2 separate regions of the Drosophila melanogaster genome follow, and region 2 is linked to region 1. A link is a contact called in public Hi-C data. All regions are on one chromosome and are shown on one strand. Each heading gives the region's core, a stretch centred on a gene start, on an enhancer-like site or on the middle of the called end of the contact. The rest is flanking DNA. Distances are from core to core; before and after follow the strand shown. Region 1 holds the start of ncm (nucampholin). Region 2 holds the start of CG10600.

What was found. A called contact is a pair of places that touch in the nucleus more often than the background predicts.
Region 2: a Hi-C map of the Kc167 cell line shows a contact between it and region 1, with 3 times the contacts expected there. The contact joins the promoter of CG10600 here to the promoter of ncm in region 1. A contact is called at or near these places in 25 of 107 Hi-C or Micro-C datasets (the D17-c3 cell line, the Kc167 cell line, the ML-DmBG3-c2 cell line and 11 more).

The regions. Positions count from the first base shown.
Region 1 is chr2L:18,445,411-18,450,342 of dm6, reverse strand. ncm (nucampholin) reads left to right here and starts at 1,386. Exons shown (of 3, transcript NM_136033.3): 1 at 1,386-2,094; 2 at 2,251-3,562; 3 at 3,627-4,932. The coding sequence starts at 1,489. bsf (bicoid stability factor) reads left to right here. Exons shown (of 5, transcript NM_078872.5): 4 at 1-104; 5 at 168-826. The coding sequence ends at 709.
Region 2 is chr2L:18,837,505-18,842,570 of dm6, reverse strand. It overlaps CG10600, which reads left to right and starts at 2,892. Exons shown (of 8, transcript NM_136069.4): 1 at 2,892-3,688; 2 at 3,776-4,062; 3 at 4,413-5,066. The coding sequence starts at 3,178. CG31752 reads left to right here and starts at 1,261. Exons shown (of 3, transcript NM_165266.3): 1 at 1,261-1,352; 2 at 1,409-1,657; 3 at 1,719-2,943. The coding sequence starts at 1,293. The coding sequence ends at 2,642. CG33120 reads left to right here. Exons shown (of 4, transcript NM_176059.2): 4 at 1-1,171. The coding sequence ends at 1,093.

The DNA.
Region 1 (4,932 bases), core at 137-2,636:
CGATGCGGCCAAAACTCCCGAGGAGTCAACCAAGCTGGCTGAGAAGTTCCCACGCGGAGGAGCAGTTGGCATTTTGGAAAAACACCCGGAATTGGTGCCGCAATGTAGGTCCCAGAAATGCCTATTAAACAAGTGTTAAAACTATAAATTTTTCTGATAATTTTCAGATCAATCCCTCGCTGAGAAGTTTGCTGCTCACAATCAACTAGGACCCATGAATGTCCTGTGGATGCATTTGATTTCCACTGGCCAGGAGGCGGCTTCTAAGGAGATTTGGGATAAGCACCTGTCCAATGCCCCAAGGCTGATGTTCCAGCGCGTTTTGCAGACGGCTCGCGAGCAGCAGGACGAGAAGCTCGCCTCCACAGTCATTTCCCAGCTGAAGAACAGCAAAATCTCCGAGGGCGCGATCGGAAACGCGTACTCCTGCCTCATTGACATCCAGACTACCAAGGGCAACTCCGACAAGGCCATGGTTGTCTTGGCCAATGCCATTAAGGACGTATCCTTGGAAAACATCAACAGGACAGCTCTGCTGCGTCTGAAACAGGCGGTGGAGGAGAAATCCCAGAAGTTCCCCTACACGATCCCCGAGAAGCGGACGAAGGCCGACGACTCCAGCTCGTCCTCCTCTTCATCCTCCAGCGACGACGACGTGTCGCCATCGGTACCGGAAACTGTTCCACCCAAACCGGACAGCAAGGCCTAGAGGTTTCTGCAAAAGGTCCTTGTTTAGTGTAGGCCGTCGTGATTAAAGCTTATTTTTAAAGTATTTACTATGGATAAACAATTTGTAAACTAAAATAAATTTAGTTGTTTTGTTGCGAAAGTGCGCCAGTTATTTTTCTAGGGGATTCAACTGAGCGATAAAGGATCTTTTTTACTATTTTCAAGATGAAGCTATCATTTTTAATTTTCAATAAAATAATGGTTCAATTCATTCCCTTAAGACAGATCCTAAAATTAATTGGAAGCACGCATGATGTTGTAAAACACGATTGCCCGTTTTGGAGCCCAAAAATCGCTAAAAAAAAAAAGTTTCGTTTCAAATTTAATGTTCTTGTTCCATATCCTTGTTCCATTTTCGAGCTGATATTCGAAATTTCTGCAGTGCAATGAACCAAATATGTTATAACAAATATATTACACTGTTTTAGTCGTAAAAAAATCGTTGCCCTTAAATATTGAGGTTCGCTGTGCTATAAAATTTACGATAGTGCCATATTATAAAATTAATTTTAAAATATCATTTTTTCTAATGTGGAACTTGAATTTAAATTTTCAGTTCAATTTAAAAAACACATTTAGCATTTCTATAGCTGACTATCGAAACTACAATTTCGATACGATTTAGCAGTCAAACACATGTGTATATCGATACCGTCGCCACTGGTGTCCCATCTCTAATTCTATCGCCGCGTTGTGTTTTTTGCTGCCCAATAATTTTCATCGTTGTTTTCCCTGAAAATTTCTCGAAATAAACGCGCGATGGGGGAAAGCGATGCCGAGAGCGATTCGAGCAGCAATTCCAGCAGCAGCGACACTTCCAGTGGCAGCGACAGCGACGCCAGGAGCGAGTCCTCGTCCTCCGAAAGCAGCGGGCGCGAGGAAGAGGAAGCAAAGCAGGAGGAATCCGCCAAAGATGCCAAGAAAACTGACGATACGGATAGGGGGGAGAAGCGTGCCAAGGAGAGGGATGCTGGACAGGATGAGCAGCCCACTGAGCAGAAGAAAACTCCTGCGGCTGAGCCTCGTTCGGAGCGCCAGCACATTTCCCATTCTGCTGGCGTGGAAAAGCAGCAAGAAGAAGCAGTAGCAGCTGCGGAGGCGGAAAGCGAGAAATTAAATGAAGCGAAAAAAGTTGAAACACCTGTCCAGCGGAAAGAGGAAGCAGAAGCCTCAAGTGTGACGAAAGAGCTGAACAGCCCGAAGGCCCAAGAGGAAAACGCTGCACGGGAATTAGAAGAGCGGAGGAAGGATGAAGAGCAGCCAGTGACCACCAATGGAAGTAGCAAGGAATCGCCGGTGGAAGCAGCAGCTGAAACAGTGAAACCTCCCACTGCGGACCACATCGAAGAGGGCGAGATAACCGACGTAAGTCATCATGTTTGGGTAGAATTCGGTATTAAGCCGCTTTACTATTTCGTCATCAATGAAATTCAAATTATTTAATTAATGAAATTAATTCAACACAATCATTTATCAGCTAGTTTTTTCATCATCATGATATGATAAATTTTCATTTTTTAGAAAGACGAAGATGACCTACCGACTAAAGAGGAAAAGAAAGCTGTCGCATCTAAGAGTCCACCCAAAGAAACCCAACGAAAACAAAGCCGCAGCCCGGATGGCAAACGACGACGCCCACGCTCATCCAGCAGGAGTCCATCACCCAGCAGCCGTCGTCGTCGTCGCTCGAGAAGCAAAGGCAGCAGGACCCGGAGTCGCAGTAAAAGTCCAATCCGCCGCAGATCCAATTCTTTGGAGAGAAGACGCGTTGAGCGACAGAGACGTCATGAGGAGCGAGATAAACGCGATGAAGAGCGAGCCAAGGAGCGAGAAAAGCGCCATCAAAAGGGCGAACCAACCAGCAGCAGGCGTAGAGATGATTCGAGGGAAAAGAAGAGGTCGCCAGAACGCAAAAGAGATCGATCCTCCTCCACTCCGAAATCCAAATCCTCAAAGACCCCACGCCACACCGAAACCACCGAAACTAATGCAGACAATGAAACCGTAACCGAACCGGCAGCCAAAATAACTGAGCGCCAACGAAAGACCGTCGATGTGCTGACATCTCGGACTGGAGGAGCCTATATTCCGCCGGCGAAGCTGCGCATGATGCAGTCACAGATCACGGACAAATCATCCGCTGCCTATCAGAGAATTGCTTGGGAGGCTCTCAAGAAATCGATCCATGGTTACATAAACAAAGTGAATGTAACAAATATAGCCATCATCACCAGAGAGCTTCTAAGAGAGAATATCGTGAGGGGAAGGGGCTTACTAAGCAGGAGCATCATCCAAGCCCAGGCTGCTTCGCCCACATTCACCCATGTATACGCCGCTCTGGTGAGCATTATAAATTCAAAGTTTCCGAACATAGGAGAGCTCCTCCTCAAACGTCTGGTCATCCAATTTCGTAGGGCGTTCCGACGCAATGATAAGATGGTTTGCATGTCGGCCACTCGATTCATTGGCCATTTGGTTAACCAGAGGGTGGCACATGAGATTCTGGCACTAGAAATCCTTACCCTGCTGGTGGAAACGCCAACGGACGATTCTGTAGAGGTAGCCATCGCTTTTCTGAAAGAGTGTGGTATGAAACTGACTGAGGTTTCGTCTAAAGGCATTGGGGCCATCTTCGAGATGCTGAGAAACATTCTGCACGAGGGAAAGTTGGACAAGCGTGTACAGTACATGATTGAGGTGCTGTTTCAGATTCGAAAGGATGGCTTTAAGGATCATCAGGCTGTTGTTCCGGAACTGGAGCTCGTTGAGGAGGACGATCAGTTCACACATCTGATGATGCTGGATGAAGCCACCGAAACGGAAGATATACTAAGTGAGTTTATCTACGAAAGGTTTAGTTTGTATTGAACTCTAATAATTTTTACGTTTCTTTATAGATGTTTTTAAATTTGACGACAATTATGCCGAAAATGAGGACAAATACAAAGGCCTAAGTCGTGAGATCCTGGGAAGCGACGATGGCAGTAGTTCAGGCTCGGGCTCCGGATCAGATTCGGATAGTGATTCGGATGGAGAATCCGGATCCGATGCGGAAAAGAAAGCCGAGGCTGGCGACATCATTGACAGCACTGAAACCAATCTGATTGCCCTGCGACGCACAATTTACTTAACAATCAACTCCAGTTTGGATTATGAGGAGTGTGCTCATAAACTGATGAAAATGCAACTGAAACCCGGACAAGAAATCGAGCTCTGTCACATGTTTCTCGATTGCTGTGCGGAACAGAGAACATACGAGAAGTTCTACGGACTGCTGGCGCAGCGGTTCTGCAACATCAATAAGATCTACATACCGCCCTTCGAGGAGATTTTTAAGGACACCTATCAAACCACCCACAGATTGGACACAAATCGTTTGCGAAACGTCAGCAAGTTCTTCGCCCATCTCCTGTTTACGGACGCCATTAGTTGGGATGTGCTGGAGTGCATCCAACTGAACGAGGATGATACCACGTCATCGAGCCGCATTTTCATAAAAATCCTGTTCCAGGAGCTAGCTGAGTATATGGGACTGGGCAAACTGAATGCCAAGCTGAAGGATGATGTTTTGGTAGAGAGCATAGCTGGTTTGTTTCCCAAGGATAATCCACGGAATACCCGCTTCTCCATTAACTTTTTCACCTCGATTGGTTTGGGTGGTCTCACCGACGATTTGAGAAGATTCCTAAAAAACGCCCCCAAATCTGTGCCCGCAATAAATGCTGAAATTCTGGCCAATGCCGGGGGGAATCCTTTCAGAGATGGCTCTGCACCCGCTGGAAACACCAAGGTGGCCCCATCTTCGTCCTCCTCGTCATCGTCGTCTTCGGACACGGACAGCGAAGACTCCAGTGAAGAGGACAGCAGTTCCGACTCTTCTAGTGAATCTTCAAGCTCCGATTCTAGCTCGGAACCCAAAAAGAAACGCAAACGCAAGGACAAGGATAAAAAGAAATCTAAGAAAGCGACTAAAGAGAAGTCGAAAAAGACCAAGAACAAAAAGAAGAAGAAGAAGGCGGAAAAGGAACAAGAAAAAGAAAAAGAGAAGCAAAGAAAGAGCAAAAAGGAAAAGGAGAAGGATAAAAAGCGTAAGAAGGAGGAAAAGAAGGCTGCCAAGAAGAAATCAAAGCACAGAAGAAAAAGTCAAGAGAGCTCGGATTCCAGTGGCAGCGAAGACAGCGATAAGTCCACCTCCGAATCATC
Region 2 (5,066 bases), core at 1,643-4,142, 390 kb before region 1:
GGGTCGTTTTCAAACAATGCGATTGCTGCTGAATAGGGAGTTAGATCAAAGAAATCTTAATTGGTCGGTTGCCAGAAATGCGATCTATAAGAGCATGCAGCCAACTAATTTGGCAAAGGCCTTGACACGTTTCCTTTGGCGTCTAAATCTAAATCATGTTTTGCTCTTACCCTATCACATTTACTGTGAGTTTTTGGCTTTCGCTGATGTTCTGATCAAAGGTAAAACTTCCCATACTTCCACCTATTGCGCCAGGCTGCACTTGTACGTACCCCTTCTACTTTACGCCCAATTGGAGTTTTTCAAAATTATATGGGAACTTTTCCAGGCCCCACGAAACATTTACGAAGTGCTTTTCGAACAGCCCACAAAGGAGTTAAACATTTTGCATAAAAAATCCTATGCGGGCAGGAAAATAGTCTCATTTAGCCGATCAATAAATGGCGCCCAACTCAGGACCCGTAATCAGGGTAAATTCAATAGTGATCTCCGAGAATCCGACTTTAGTTTAACTTGCTTGGCAGGGGCTGTTCACGATTACTTTAATACGTTCTCAGGTGACTTGAAAGTCCCCAATTACTTGAACACCACTTGTAGGACCATAGATAAAGGGTATTTCACAGATCGCAGTGGGGATAAATCTGAAAATATCGGGGGTGTTGTCTTTCTGCAATTGCCTCTAAGGCAACCAGACGCAAATCACACCAAAGAACTCCATCAGATTGTTGAACGAATCAGAAAGCAACAGATCATTATTTACTTAGCGTCTATTGGACAGACCAAGTACAGCCTTCTCACATCCCTTTTGCCTCACGTAATTACCAAAATATTCATCAACTTTTTCTCATACAACTTTCCAATCACAATCACTGAAATCTACGGAGCGACTGCTGAGTTTCAAGCGGCCTGGGGTCAGAATGTCCAGGATGTTCTACTTTTCCGGCCACCACAATCGAAGACCTGCCTTTCCTTAAATCTTCATCGCTTTGGGGACAAATACAGACTGGCTGTGATGGCGGATACCCACCTGGCTCCCGATCACACAGTAATCACCAGATCCTTTGAGCGATATATGGAAACCATCACTCTGTAACTTCCTTTCCTCTCTTTTAAGACTGGAGGGCAATCTCTATATACATAATGTATGCGAAATAAAAACTATTTATCCAGTAGTTAAAAATGGTTTGAGGCTTGTAGCATTAAGCTTAAGCTTAGTCTAGTATTCGGGGTTATAGTTGACAATAAAAAAAATATATTTAGTACGCCTGATCAATCTACTCTAATCTTAGACTATGGAGAAAAAAAACAAATGTTGTAAGCACTTTAAGGACCATGGGGCGCAGAAACCATCAGTGAGTCTTTGGAATAAAAAGATCTAACATTAATAGTTGCAATACATTTAATGCAGCAACTCAATGAGCACAAGGAGCATAAATTAAGGGACCATTACCGCAAGGAACGAATGAAGTCTTCAGAGAATGTGCAAAAGTCCTACAAACATAATTATACGACAAATCAAAATCAGATACGGCAGGACTATTATTGCGATCATTCGTGGGAGGATCGTGAGTCTCCTTCTAACCATGAAGACCATGCTCAGTATTTGTTTTCCAAAAAATGTTTCAATGTTAATTATCACCCGGCACAAAATGAGAAGGTAAGCAGCAATAATGAAATTAATTTTTTTTTTTAATTTCAAATACCTTAACAAACGGAAGTGGAAACACCAGTCGAAATTAAAGGTGATGATGCAACCCAGTTCAAATTACACACCCAAGCAAGCAATTGTTCCAGCATATCTCCTTAATGATAGAAAAAGGCAGAAACCAGTCATAGAACACAGCTGTGGGGACTACCTTCTCTATAAGAATCAAAACTATGAAGCGGACCCATCTAGTAAAAGTGAGCAGTGTGAGGTCGAGGGTGGTTATAATAACATAACCCCACATCGTTTAAACCACCACCAGAAGCAAAAGAAAGACTCTGATTTACTTAATGCAGCTAAGGCTCATTGCCAGGCTGCTGCCGAAAGATTCCAGAATAAGTTTCCTTCATGCAGTAAGTGTTCCTCCTCCAACGAATCCCAATCGAAACCATCCAGAATAACCGTGATCAGTGCGAAAAGCGGAGACGATCTCAGAGCGGCTGTTCGGTCCCAAATAGAGGTCCAAGAGGCCTTGAATGCGTTTACACTTGAAGTGAAGGATAAGAGGGAGGAAGTACCATCCGAAGAAGAACGCAGTACCAAGCCCAAAAAGAGCAAACAAATTACGTCTCATACGCAAGCCGAGAAAGTGGATCCCACTGCCGAATGCGCCCAATTAGATACCCTAGGGGTTGACGATTTAGAACTCGTGGATCTAAGTGGCAGTCCTAGTGATGCCGCTATTACCAATGTGGATGTAAGTGACAGTCCTGGTGATGCAGCTATTACCAAAATGGATCTAAGAGACAGTCCTACTGATGCAGATATTAACAAAGTAATTGATCCGGTTATCAGGAACATTCAGCGCATGTATCTGAACACTCTGAAAGACGAAATGTCCCTCATGGAGTATCTAGTTACGGTCCCGGAATTAATTAAAAAAGCTTTTAAGCGTCCACTCGCTGAAAAAGAGCAAAAAATAACAAGGGAGTGTTGAAAGCACATTTAAATTGTATTTATTCAATGTTTATATATTTTGATCTTTAAAAAGGCAGTAACAAATTACAAAATGTGCACTTTTAAATAACGCGCCAAATATGACTCGCCTATAGATGGCGCACTTACACGTTACAATCGATGTTACGATATATCCATCTATTCTTTCATTCACAAGTCTATCTGCGCGGGTTGCCGCTAGATGGCGCCTAACAGAACACTGTTTATTGACTAGTGTGCACAAACGCTCCACATCTGAAGACTAGAGTTGAAAAACGACAGTGCGAGACGGCTTCTAGAACAAAAAAAAAAACTATTCGCGAATCGCTGAAAACGCCGCTGCGGAAATTCTGCCAGTCGAATGAAAATCGAGTGGAAGAGGGCGCGGGTGAATTGCAAACGGAGCGTAAGATAAAAGACACGGCTAGCTGAGAGGCGTCACGTAGACGGCCGACTGATCGATATTCAATACAGGCGTAGGGCAACACGCACACACACCCATACGCGCGTGTGTGTGCCACTGCACACACAAACACATGGAGAACACTCGAGGTGGCGAAAATAATGTAGAATTGGCCAACGGCGGCAAGGAATCCACGGGAAATGTACGAAAACCGGAGAAGAAGCCACTGGAAGGAGCGGTCGGGGCTTCCAAGCAGCGGGAGACGCCTGAAAAGGGCGTAAACAAAGCGTCGGCAGTGGAAAACAACAACGCAAATGCCCGCGGAAATGCCAGTCCAACAACTACAAGCGCACAGCGAGAAGCAACAACAACAATTACGCCAGTGGAACCAACAGCAGCAGCAACAACTACAAACGGCAACACTTTACCCACACAACAGCAACAACAACTGCAGTCAGGCGATGGCAACGCAAATAACCCAACAACAAATGCACGTATAATGCTAGCTGCAGCTGAAGAGGAACAGGCAGTAGCATCGTCGGTGGCAACAACTGCAGGGGCACCCACAGCCGCAACAACAACTGCAACAACAACCGCGTTGGCAGACACAACAAAAACAAGCACAAGTACGGACGAGAAGACAGGTAAAGTAAAGCGAAATTCGCAGAACACGAATCCAATGTCAACTAATGTGATTTGCACACCCACCCACTCGCCAACGCCGCCCACAGAAGAGCGCAACCACAAAAGGAAGAAGAGAGACAGGGAGCGGGATGAAGACAAGAATCGGCGCAGCAACAACCACAACAGCAGCAGCAAGGATCGGGACAAGGATAGGGATCGGGACAAAGAGCGGGACAAGGAGCGCGATAGGGAGCGGGAGCGCGACAGGAATCGCGAGAGCAGCTCCAAATCCTCCAAGGAGGCCGAACACAAGTCCAGCTCATCGCGCAGCAAGGAGAAGTATCATCGCAGTGATAGGGACCGCGAACGGGAGAAGGAGCGCGATCGGGAGAAGGTGAGCCCAGGAACCGTTTCGAAAGTGCAGAACGCATACAGAAACGTTGATTTATTGTAAACTCTGATCTGATTTCCAGAACATACATTTCTTTAATAAGTAAATGTCAATTTCTAGTAAAACTAACAAACAAAAGTATTGTCAGGGTCTTACCACCCATTTACTACGAATAAGCAAGACACGTGATCTTAAATACAGCGAGTCATAATTCTCAGAACCTTTTATTTTTGATGCGCTACATGTTTATAGTATACTTTCCAGTTTACATAGTGCTAAGTAAACCTCTACAAGATTGCACAGCTGTCCATCAAAGTAGAAATAATGAAGCACTACAAATTTATATTTTCCAGATTCCTTCCTCGTCGTCCAGCTCATCCTCGCACTCGAATCGAAGGAGAAGTTCCGACAGCAGCCGGAGCAGTCAGAACAGCTCCTTCAAGTCGAAGGATCCAGGGGCAGATCCTGTTTTGCCTCAGGCGGTTGTTGCTGCTCTCGAAAAGCAGATTAAGGTGGAGGAGGTCATCAAAAAAGAACCAGTAGAAACCAAACAAGAAGTGGATACAGAACCTACACCAGTACTTAGTAACCTCATTAAAACTGAAGCGGAAATCAAAACGGAATCGACGGAGAAGCCAAACAAACCTCTAGTAAATGGCGAGGCGATAGCGAAAACCCGAGATGAGGTTTCCAGACAGCTAAATTTCGGAGACAAGGTCTCCAATTCCAAGTTAATGCCTTCGCCGGCACCGAAATCCAGTTCGGGATCGAACTCCACGGCCAGCAATCATTCCTCCAGCCAAAGTAGCAGCAGCCGCAAATCCTACTTATCGTCTTCGTCCTCTTCATCCTCCAGCAACCATCACAAGAGTTCCTCTTCGTCATCGTCTCGCCACTCCTCATCTACATCTCGGGAGTGCTCCAAGTGCTACAAGCGCTCCAAAATTCGGCGAACCAGCGTGGGCGTCCAGTGCTTACAGCATGCACCAGCAACTGGACCCTGGCAA